Linked DNA regions of Mus musculus: regions 2 and 3 are each linked to region 1. The links are chromatin contacts, called in public promoter capture Hi-C maps. All regions are on one chromosome and are shown on one strand. The core of a region is the stretch at or near the end of the contact, and the rest is flanking DNA. Distances in the headings are between cores, read along the strand shown. Region 1 overlaps Ripor2 (RHO family interacting cell polarization regulator 2). Region 2 has its middle 61 kb from the start of Gm22013. Region 3 overlaps Cmah (cytidine monophospho-N-acetylneuraminic acid hydroxylase).

Region 1 (2,700 bases), core at 53-2,552:
TAAATCTTTAAAAAAGAAAAAGAGACAGAGAGAGAAGGAAAGAAAGGCAAGAAGGAGAGAAGGAAGGAAAGAAGAGGAAGGAAGGAAGAGGAACAGAGGGACAGACAGAAAGAAGAAAAGAAAAAATAAAAAATGTTAAGTGAAGGTTCCCACTGAGGAAAGGATGGGGGGGGGGGGTGCAGAGAGCGTCCTGAATAACCTCTGGCTAGAACAACTAAACTGAAAGTCCCTCCTGAAGGCGGGGATGCTGCCCAAAGCTGTCGGGGGGGGGGGGGGGTGCTGTGATCTCTGTGCTCTGTAAAAGTGCTGTGGGGAGCTGTTGAGGCCAGATTCCAAAAACCTGTAAGGACCCAGCTGGATTCAGGACCCCAAATCAGAAAAGAAGCTAAGAACTGCGTGTCTTACAGAAAACTGCTTTTCTTCCCAACGATGACCTCATTCAAATGAGTTCCAGGAGGACACATGTCCAGAGGTCAGTGCTAGCTGGTCACCATGGCCTTTAGGATGAACTGGGAAACCTGCCCAGGAAGCAGGAAGGCCAGTACTAAGACACAGTCCGAGGTACACTCTTAGGAAGGTCATGGCAAAACTGGGAAACAATGGAGTACTTCTATGACCAGAACCGTGTCTGAGCAAAGGCAGCCAGTGGCACGGGGAGCCAGGTGAGCAGCTGTGTGGCTGTAGGTAGCTGGGAGGCTCTATAGCTGTGTAGCTGTAGATAGCTATGAGGTTGTATCTGCAACCTTTCTCCACTGTGATAAATTCTCTGAAAGAAACAACTTAAGAGGAAAACGATCCGTGGCGGCTTAAGATTTGGAGGAGTTTAGTCCACTATGGGAAGGGGAGCTATGGTAGTCGGAGAGGCCGGCAGCTGAGGCAGGGGTTAGAGTGGATCAGGAAGCCAGACACAGGCTGGAAGCAAAGCAGAGTTATAAACCTCAAGAACACACTCTCCAGTGTCTGATTCCTCCAGCTAGGCCCTAACTCTTAAAGACTCCATAACCTCCCACAACAGAGCTACCCAGCTGGTGGCCAAATGTTCAACCATGAGCGGGGGCATCATTTATCCACAGTCACACTGGGGGCAGCACCCTGTCCTCCATTCAGGCTGTGGAAGAGCTGTTGGATCATTAACACAGGAGCAAGGTAAAAGATCAAAAGAGACCCACCTGAGGGAACCCAGGGATGATTTCTGAGTGGCCATCATGAAAACCTAGCTGATACAACAGTTACCACCAAGCAGCTGAGAAAACACTGGGCTTTTCGCAGCTGTAGAAATGCCAGCAGGGCCTTGGGCCAGAATTTGCAGAACCTAGCCAGGCCCCAAAGTCCACGATAGCTGGTGCTCCAGCAGAAGTGCTCCCCCCGCCTGGGGAGCTTCGGCTGGAACTGGCTCCTCCTACCTGCTGCCATTCTGCTGTTATCACTGTCACCAGAGGCTGGAGATGCCTTATAAGGAATGTCAATAAGGTGTGTTCATTCCATGGACAGTGAGACCCAAAACTCATCACGACCCCAGCCCTCCTCCTCCCGTGATAAGAAATTTCTGGTGATTTTGAGAAGGGAGATCGTCAAAGAGTCCCCCCACCCTTCTCAACGTATCCATCATGGTACATAGTCAGCTTCCCTGAAGCGGGGTCCCTATTGTCACCTCAACATGTAACCAGCTAGTGGATTAACCAGGAGCTGATAATTTGTAGGTATTCAAAGGGTAAATAGGGTTTTCTTAGAATTAGCACATTGGGCTTCAGATTCATAAAAGCCAGCCAGCAGTGCTTTCTTTCCGATGTGTTTTTGTGGAGGTGGGGGAAAAAAGCCTAAATGCTCCAGAATTATTCATGAAAATCGCTTCCTCCAATCCTGCTTTTATTACAGTGGGTCCTCCTAAGTGGCTCATTAGCTTCTAATTGTTAGCGAGAGCTGCTCCTAAATGCATGGGCTCGCCAACTAAAAGGCATGCCAAGTTGGTGAGCTGCTGCCATCTAGTGTCGAAAGATGGTAAGAGGTGAGCCCATTTTGAAGCTTCCCTGGATTCGTCTTATTCATCACCATGCCCATGGGTCAATGGGAAGCAGATTTGTCCATTTGAGATAAATTGAGCCATTCACTGAAGGTAAAACACACAGTGTGACATCATCCTTGTTATGTCTACGTGAGTAAAATCTTGTTTGCTAGAAACACAACCCAGGGCAGGGAAGACAGCATAAAGCGAGCAAAAGGATATGGGTTTGGATCTGCAGAGCCCACATAAAAAGCTGGGCATCGGGTCATGTGATTATAATCCCAACTTGGCCTCTGATGGAAAAGGGACTTGAGATGGGTAGTAGGTCCCTGTGCTTTCTGGCCAGCCAATCTAACCAAACAGCAACCTCCAGGTTCAGTAAGAGATCCCATCTCAAAAAGGAAAAAAAAAAAAAAAAAAAAAAAAAAAGGGTCTATGAAGCATCCGCAAACATAGGCATACATATGCCTGTGTATACATGCACAAGCACGTACAAGCACAGGAGAAACTTGCCCCAGGACTCAAAGGTTAGAAATAGAAAACGTCTGTGCTGATTTTTTCACTGCAATTATGTCATAGTTTTTTTTTTTTAGTGAGAAATTCTAAAATGTAAATTAATATTTTCACCCTCACACAGTGGGCTTTTGGTAAATATCAATAGGAAGGTGGAAAGGGTAATGGAAGCTGGGACTCTGGAG
Region 2 (2,700 bases), core at 63-2,562, 140 kb before region 1:
CAAGTCTTATAAAGGACAATTTAATTGGACTGGCTTACAGGTTCAGAGGTTCAGCCCAGTATTATCAAAGCGGGAACATGGCAGCATCTAGGCAGGCATGGTGCAGAAGGAGCTGAGAGTTCTACTTCTTCATCTGAAGGCAGCTAGTGGAAGACTGACTTCCAGGCAGTTAGAGTGAGGGTCTTAAGCCCACGCCCACAGTGACACACCTACTCCAACAAGGCCACACCTCCTAATAGGGCCACTCCCAGGGTCAAGAATATACAAACCACCACAGACACTCTGATCTAAACCAACCAATTTGGAGACCATGGTCATTTACACTGTGTGGAGTCTACAGTTTCTTGAGAACCAAGACTCTATCTACACAAAATACTATTCCCTTCTCACCACTTCCCAGTGCCCAGCTCAGTGTTTACTATACAGTGGGTACACAAGAAAAGCTGTTTATAGTCAACACTTGGGTCATTTAAACTCCAGGGTCTCAGTATTCACCACGCATTAGAATGACCAGGTAGTTACAAAGCGGCAGGGATTGATTCTGAGTTCATTGAACTGTACTCTGACCAGAGCTAGCAACCCTCACACTGGGAGCCTGGAGGCTCCTCATGTGAGAATGCAGTGAGCAGAGAAGACTGGAAACCCCTGCAACCCGAGCCTGCTAGTCACTCGTCTAGAGCAGAAGATACAGATTGTGACACACGTGACTGCAGCTGAAGAAAGCCTGCTCTAAAGTAAGCTAGGCGTGTGTAGTGCCAGTCACCCCTGTGCCACCGTGAGTTGTGGATTATGTAATGGACCAAGAACAAAGTCGAGAAGCTGAAAGACGGCACCTTCCAGAGCGCCACAGTACAAGGAAGAAGTCAGTTGTGAATGGCACAGTAAGATGCTGTGATGGGCACATGTATAGCATACCAGGGTCACACAGAGGAAGTATCACAAGAGAGGAAAAGAATTACCCTGGGTGGGGGTGGGGAGGACAGTTAGGTAAAGGTTCCTGGAGGTGACGTTCTCTCAGCTGGGTGTTGCTGGGTAAAGTCAAGTGTGCAGGCATGAGTTGGATTGGCTGGTGTTAAAAGAGTCAGAAAAAGTGGGGGAGGGGTGAGCAGGATACTGGTGAAGCCGTTCATGAAGGGTTTTGTGCATTAAGTTTGAATGGTATGGGACGGGAAGGCCTACCCACAATGCTTGCCTGTTATAAACGATGTTTAAGTGGAGAACTGATTGGCATTTACTGGATACCCTCACCCTGGCCATGCTTGAGTCATAACCAAGCAATGAACAGGGACACTTTCAGTTACAGTCTAGGTCTCCTGGCTGTGCCAAGCCAGTGCCTGTGACAAGCACCCTCAGCTGGCTTCTCTCCTGCTCCAGGGCTCCAGAGTTCAGAGAATAATGAATTATACGGAAGAATGCAGTGGGCTCCAGAGATTGGCCTGGCTGGCCAGAGCCTGCCCTGTGGTCCTCTCTGTCCTCCTGAAATACCACCACTGGCTACAGCAAGACTGACCCCACTAGACCGTTTCTTTCCTACCATTTCTCCATTCCTGGAGATGGACCCTTTGGATCAATTTGTTGTCTCTTTGACAACCCTCACTACTTCGGCCCTACCTCCTATGCAGCCACATCTACCTCCTTGAGTACCTCTCTCTGCACTCTGCCCCATAGATGGTAAGTGATAGCAGGGCAGGAGCTGTGGAGCTGGAGACCCCATTTGCAAGCTCAAAGGCCAGTCCATAGAAACCATGCAGAGAACAAATTGGAAAGATAGGGAAGAGAGAAAGGGGAGCCCCCTCCCCTGCATTCTGAGGTAAGGATTTCAGTTCAGGTGAGATGAGGTGTGGCCGCAGTTGGGTCAGGATCATTCGTTCATCTGGGGTCAGGGCCATTGGTCATTAGCACTGGCCTAGAACTCAATGCTCTACCCCAGGCTCCAGAACCGGCACATTTTAGTTAGTGCCTGTCCTATCATGCTCACGAGTCCCCTCAGTGTGTCTCTTCTTCCCCTTCCTTCAGTCTCCTGTTCTTCCCTACTCTACAGTAGAAAGTATAAGAAAGACAGTGGGGCTAGCGAGCCGCTGTGGCGAGTGGACCAGAACATGTCTAACCTTTACCTTAAAACCAAGTTGTTACATAGGGAAAGTTTGATTTTACATTTGCGTGGGGAAAAAAAAAACAGAAAAGAGTAGGGATGTCCACTGCTGATGAAACTAAGCTTACTCTATGCTGCTCAAAGTGTGATTCATCTGCCTTTGAATAGAAATGTGACAGATAACCATTTGTGTTCTTAACCTTTAATCCCACACTGAGCCAGACAAAAGGTATGGGCACAGAGATGTCCTTGGGGCATTATCTCAAGCACTAACTACAGACAAGTTAAATCCTAATAGCAGAAGTGCTTGCTTAAATTGGGGCATGTCAACAAAACTCAGCATTAAGACCCATTGATGCGTTTTATAAAGCCAAGGATATGTTTTTTAGAGCACAGTATGGTGGGTTGGGAGAGGGCACCTCAGCGGGCCCATGCTGAGGCATCCCTTCCCCCTAAGGTACCAGCCCCAAGACAGGTCTAGTATAGAATAGAGTTTATTTGGGGGTGGGAAAGGGCGATGAGAAGGGAGTAGAAGCAGAGAAAGGGAGGGGACAGAGAAGGACAGAGAAAAAGAGAAGAGGCCAGTTGGGAACTCATGGAGAGATGGA
Region 3 (2,757 bases), core at 205-2,704, 240 kb before region 1:
CATAAACAGCTATAAAATGCCTCAGACAATGTCAAATTTGGAAGGTTTCCCGGAAATATGTATTTTTTTCTTTTCTCACTTCCTTTCTTCTTGTGACTCCTTACCATATTTAGGGGGATCACTGAAAGCAAATTTTCTGGAAACAATAATTGTAGGATCATGGAAATGACTGTATCACAGCTCAGTAGTGGGATTGTAGACATATCCTCTGATAGTTTGTATAAGGAGGCATTAAATCATATTCCCTGTTCAGCCTCAAACGGTTAATGCAAGCCCACTTTCCCCATAGGCAAACTGAGCTCTGCACAGTGAACCATTGGGCAGTAGCATACACTGAGCAAACTGTATGACCTATGACCTCAGGACCCTGAAAAGTAAACAATCGCAGAAAATAGAAACAAAATGACAGCTTGACAGAATAACCCTTCAGTGATGCTGAGGTTTTAACTTTGTGTTTACTTGATTATTTGGGAATGGTATCCTGTGATGAAGTCCAGGCTAGCTTCAAACTCAAGATGCTTCTGGCTCAGCCCCAAATGCTAGGATTATGAGCACGTGCCACTATGCCACACCCTATGCTTCTGTTTTCTCAAAACCATAGTCTCTCTCTCTCTCTCTCTCTCTCTCTCTCTCTCTCTCTCTCTCTCTCTCTCTCTCTCCCTCTCTCCCTCTCCCTCTCTCTCTCTCTCTCCTCAAGACAGTCAAAGAGTGGTGTTGAATGCTGGTGAGAACAGGACACATTGCTGGGGTAAGGGTGGAGCAGGGTAGAGCAGGGGTGGGGTCGAAATCGAGGAAGATCAGAATAAGCAGGAGAACCTTCTGAGCTGGAAGGTTTTGTTTCCTTTAGTTCTTTCCTTTTCACTTGCCAAGTCCCCAGGTGACTGCTTCAGTCACAAGGCTGCCTCCATGAAACCCCAGGAGAGGGGAAAGAAGCCTTCTCTCAGGTCAGAAGGACTTTGATTTCAAGAGAGTAGAGAGAATCCTGTTGCTCTTTCTCTTCTTCCCTCAACTCGCTCCACCTACCTTCCCTGTTTGCTCTTTGGGAGACAGGGTCTGCTGCAGTATCCCGGTCCAGCCTTGAACTTGCAGCAGTTCTTGCCCCAGCTTTCCGAAGACGCAGAAAGGCCGTGAGTCTTGCTCTGTTGCTGTTTTTCTTTCTCTAATGCTTGGCCCCAAAGTAAATGGAATTCTTAGAAAGAAAGTACTCATCCAGTCAGGGAAGCCAAAGCCCTGGCTTCTCAGTAGATTATTTTCTACTGATGGATCATTTGACATTGATAGAGAGTAGACACTTGGGAGGCAAGAAAGTACTGGGGAATGTTTCAGGGAGAGTTATGGCTTATGAAAATGAGCCAGAAGAGCAAGTAAACTCTGGAGCTCGGCAACTGGCTGTACTTTGTGACCATAAGCAGGAGACGGAGACTCTGCAACTGAAGTACAAGAGAGAGCACAGCTTAAGCCCCATACTGGTGACCTGTGTGACCCCATGCTGGTGATTTGGCAATTGTGGAACAGAGCTAAAAGAGGAACTGAAATGAAAACCGCAGCCTGAAGATAGCATTTTTGAACTTGTAGCATAAACATGACCTGCTTTTAATATTTATTAAAACGAAAGTATAAACTGCCACAAATAGAAACAACACCCAGAGTATCATAAAATAGTTTTCTAAGGAAAAAGATAAGATCAAAAACTAAGTATAAAGAAAACCAGGAAAACATTGCCATGTCACGAGGGGAAGCACAATATATAGTAGATCCAAAATGACACAGATGCTAGAATTATTAGGGAAAAAAATCAAACATCTATAAAAGTTATGTTTCAATAAGTAATGGCAAAATCCTTTGACTGTAAAGACAGAAAGAAAGCTACTCACACAGAGAGAAGATAGAAGAACTAAATGGAAAATTTACATTCAAACTACACAGTCTACAAGGGCAAACACCTGGATGTGTTTCAAGGGCCTGCTGGGATTGAGAACAGCAAGAGGAAGTGAACTTAAAGATAGAGCAACAGAAGCCATGAAACCTATAAACAGGAAGAAAAAGACTGGGACAAACAAGAACAGGGGACCCGTGGGACAACGGCAAATGTCAGGTATCCATGAAGAAGAGGTAAAGGCCACGCATGTAAACAAGAGGAAGAGTGGGTGGATGGAACTAAACTTAATAAAGGTCAGAAACTTAGATGCTAGAAGCACAGTAAGGCCCCAAACAATATAAACTTGAATCAAAAGAAGCCTGGACCCATCAGAACAAAATTACCAAAACATAAAGACACAGCAATATCAAATTACCTTGGTTTTTTGTTTGTTTGTTTGCTTGCTTGCTTGTTTTTATCAGAGGAAACAATTCAAATAACTGGGCTTCTAATCAGAAACAGTGATGGCTGGAAGTTAGTGGAATTTTAAATGTGTTTACAAGACAAAACAATTGCATCTAGATCCAGGAAAGAGGTATTGGGGCAGAGAGGAAAGCAGACATTCTCAGATGAGAGGGCTCTGGGGATCACTGCCTTAGAAAAACTCATGGGATGTTCTTCGATTAAAGAGGCGTGGTTGTGAGGGAGAACAGAAATGAAAATATCTTGACATATTTAGTGGACAGCTTTTTCATTAGGTTTTTTAATTTGAAAGATGATGTAACACCGAGACAACTATCAGTATGGAGAGATGTTATAGATTAAACTGTGTCTGTTCAAAATTTTTATATTAAAACACTGAGCCCTGAGTAGTTCAGAAATAGAGCTTGCTTGAAGGT

The links. Capture Hi-C pulls out chosen DNA fragments and counts their contacts.
Region 2: a contact with region 1 is called in a promoter capture Hi-C map of liver. The contact joins two enhancer-like sites. A contact is called at or near these places in 4 of 15 datasets of contacts at CTCF or cohesin (the NIH/3T3 cell line, embryonic stem cells and large pre-B cells), 12 of 484 Hi-C or Micro-C datasets (bone marrow-derived macrophages, embryonic stem cells and liver), 2 of 115 datasets of contacts at active chromatin or transcription factors (double positive thymocytes and embryonic basal ganglia) and 3 of 9 other capture datasets (adipose tissue, liver and pancreatic islet).
Region 3: a promoter capture Hi-C map of liver shows a contact between it and region 1. The contact joins two enhancer-like sites. A contact is called at or near these places in 1 of 15 datasets of contacts at CTCF or cohesin (pro-B cells), 6 of 484 Hi-C or Micro-C datasets (CD4 T cells, CD8 T cells, bone marrow-derived macrophages and 2 more), 3 of 115 datasets of contacts at active chromatin or transcription factors (the 230-238 cell line, embryonic basal ganglia and large pre-B cells) and 4 of 9 other capture datasets (adipose tissue, embryonic stem cells, liver and 1 more).

What each region holds. Positions count from the first base shown.
Region 1 is chr13:24,685,534-24,688,233 of GRCm38.p6, forward strand. All of the region lies in intron 8 of Ripor2 (RHO family interacting cell polarization regulator 2), which reads left to right. Among named protein-coding and RNA genes, the nearest start is that of Ripor2, 48 kb to the left of the region's middle. Within about 2 kb of position 1,303, at least 37 of the 459 cell types and tissues checked have an H3K27ac peak or open chromatin away from gene starts, as enhancers often do. A contact at or near this core is called in liver, where this site is marked.
Region 2 is chr13:24,546,254-24,548,953 of GRCm38.p6, forward strand. It overlaps a transcript of Ripor2 not described here. Among named protein-coding and RNA genes, the nearest start is that of Gm22013, 61 kb to the left of the region's middle. Within about 2 kb of position 1,313, at least 48 of the 459 cell types and tissues checked have an H3K27ac peak or open chromatin away from gene starts, as enhancers often do. A contact at or near this core is called in liver, where this site is marked.
Region 3 is chr13:24,443,392-24,446,148 of GRCm38.p6, forward strand. All of the region lies in intron 11 of Cmah (cytidine monophospho-N-acetylneuraminic acid hydroxylase), which reads left to right. Among named protein-coding and RNA genes, the nearest start is that of Gm22013, 42 kb to the right of the region's middle. Within about 2 kb of position 1,455, at least 77 of the 459 cell types and tissues checked have an H3K27ac peak or open chromatin away from gene starts, as enhancers often do. A contact at or near this core is called in liver, where this site is marked.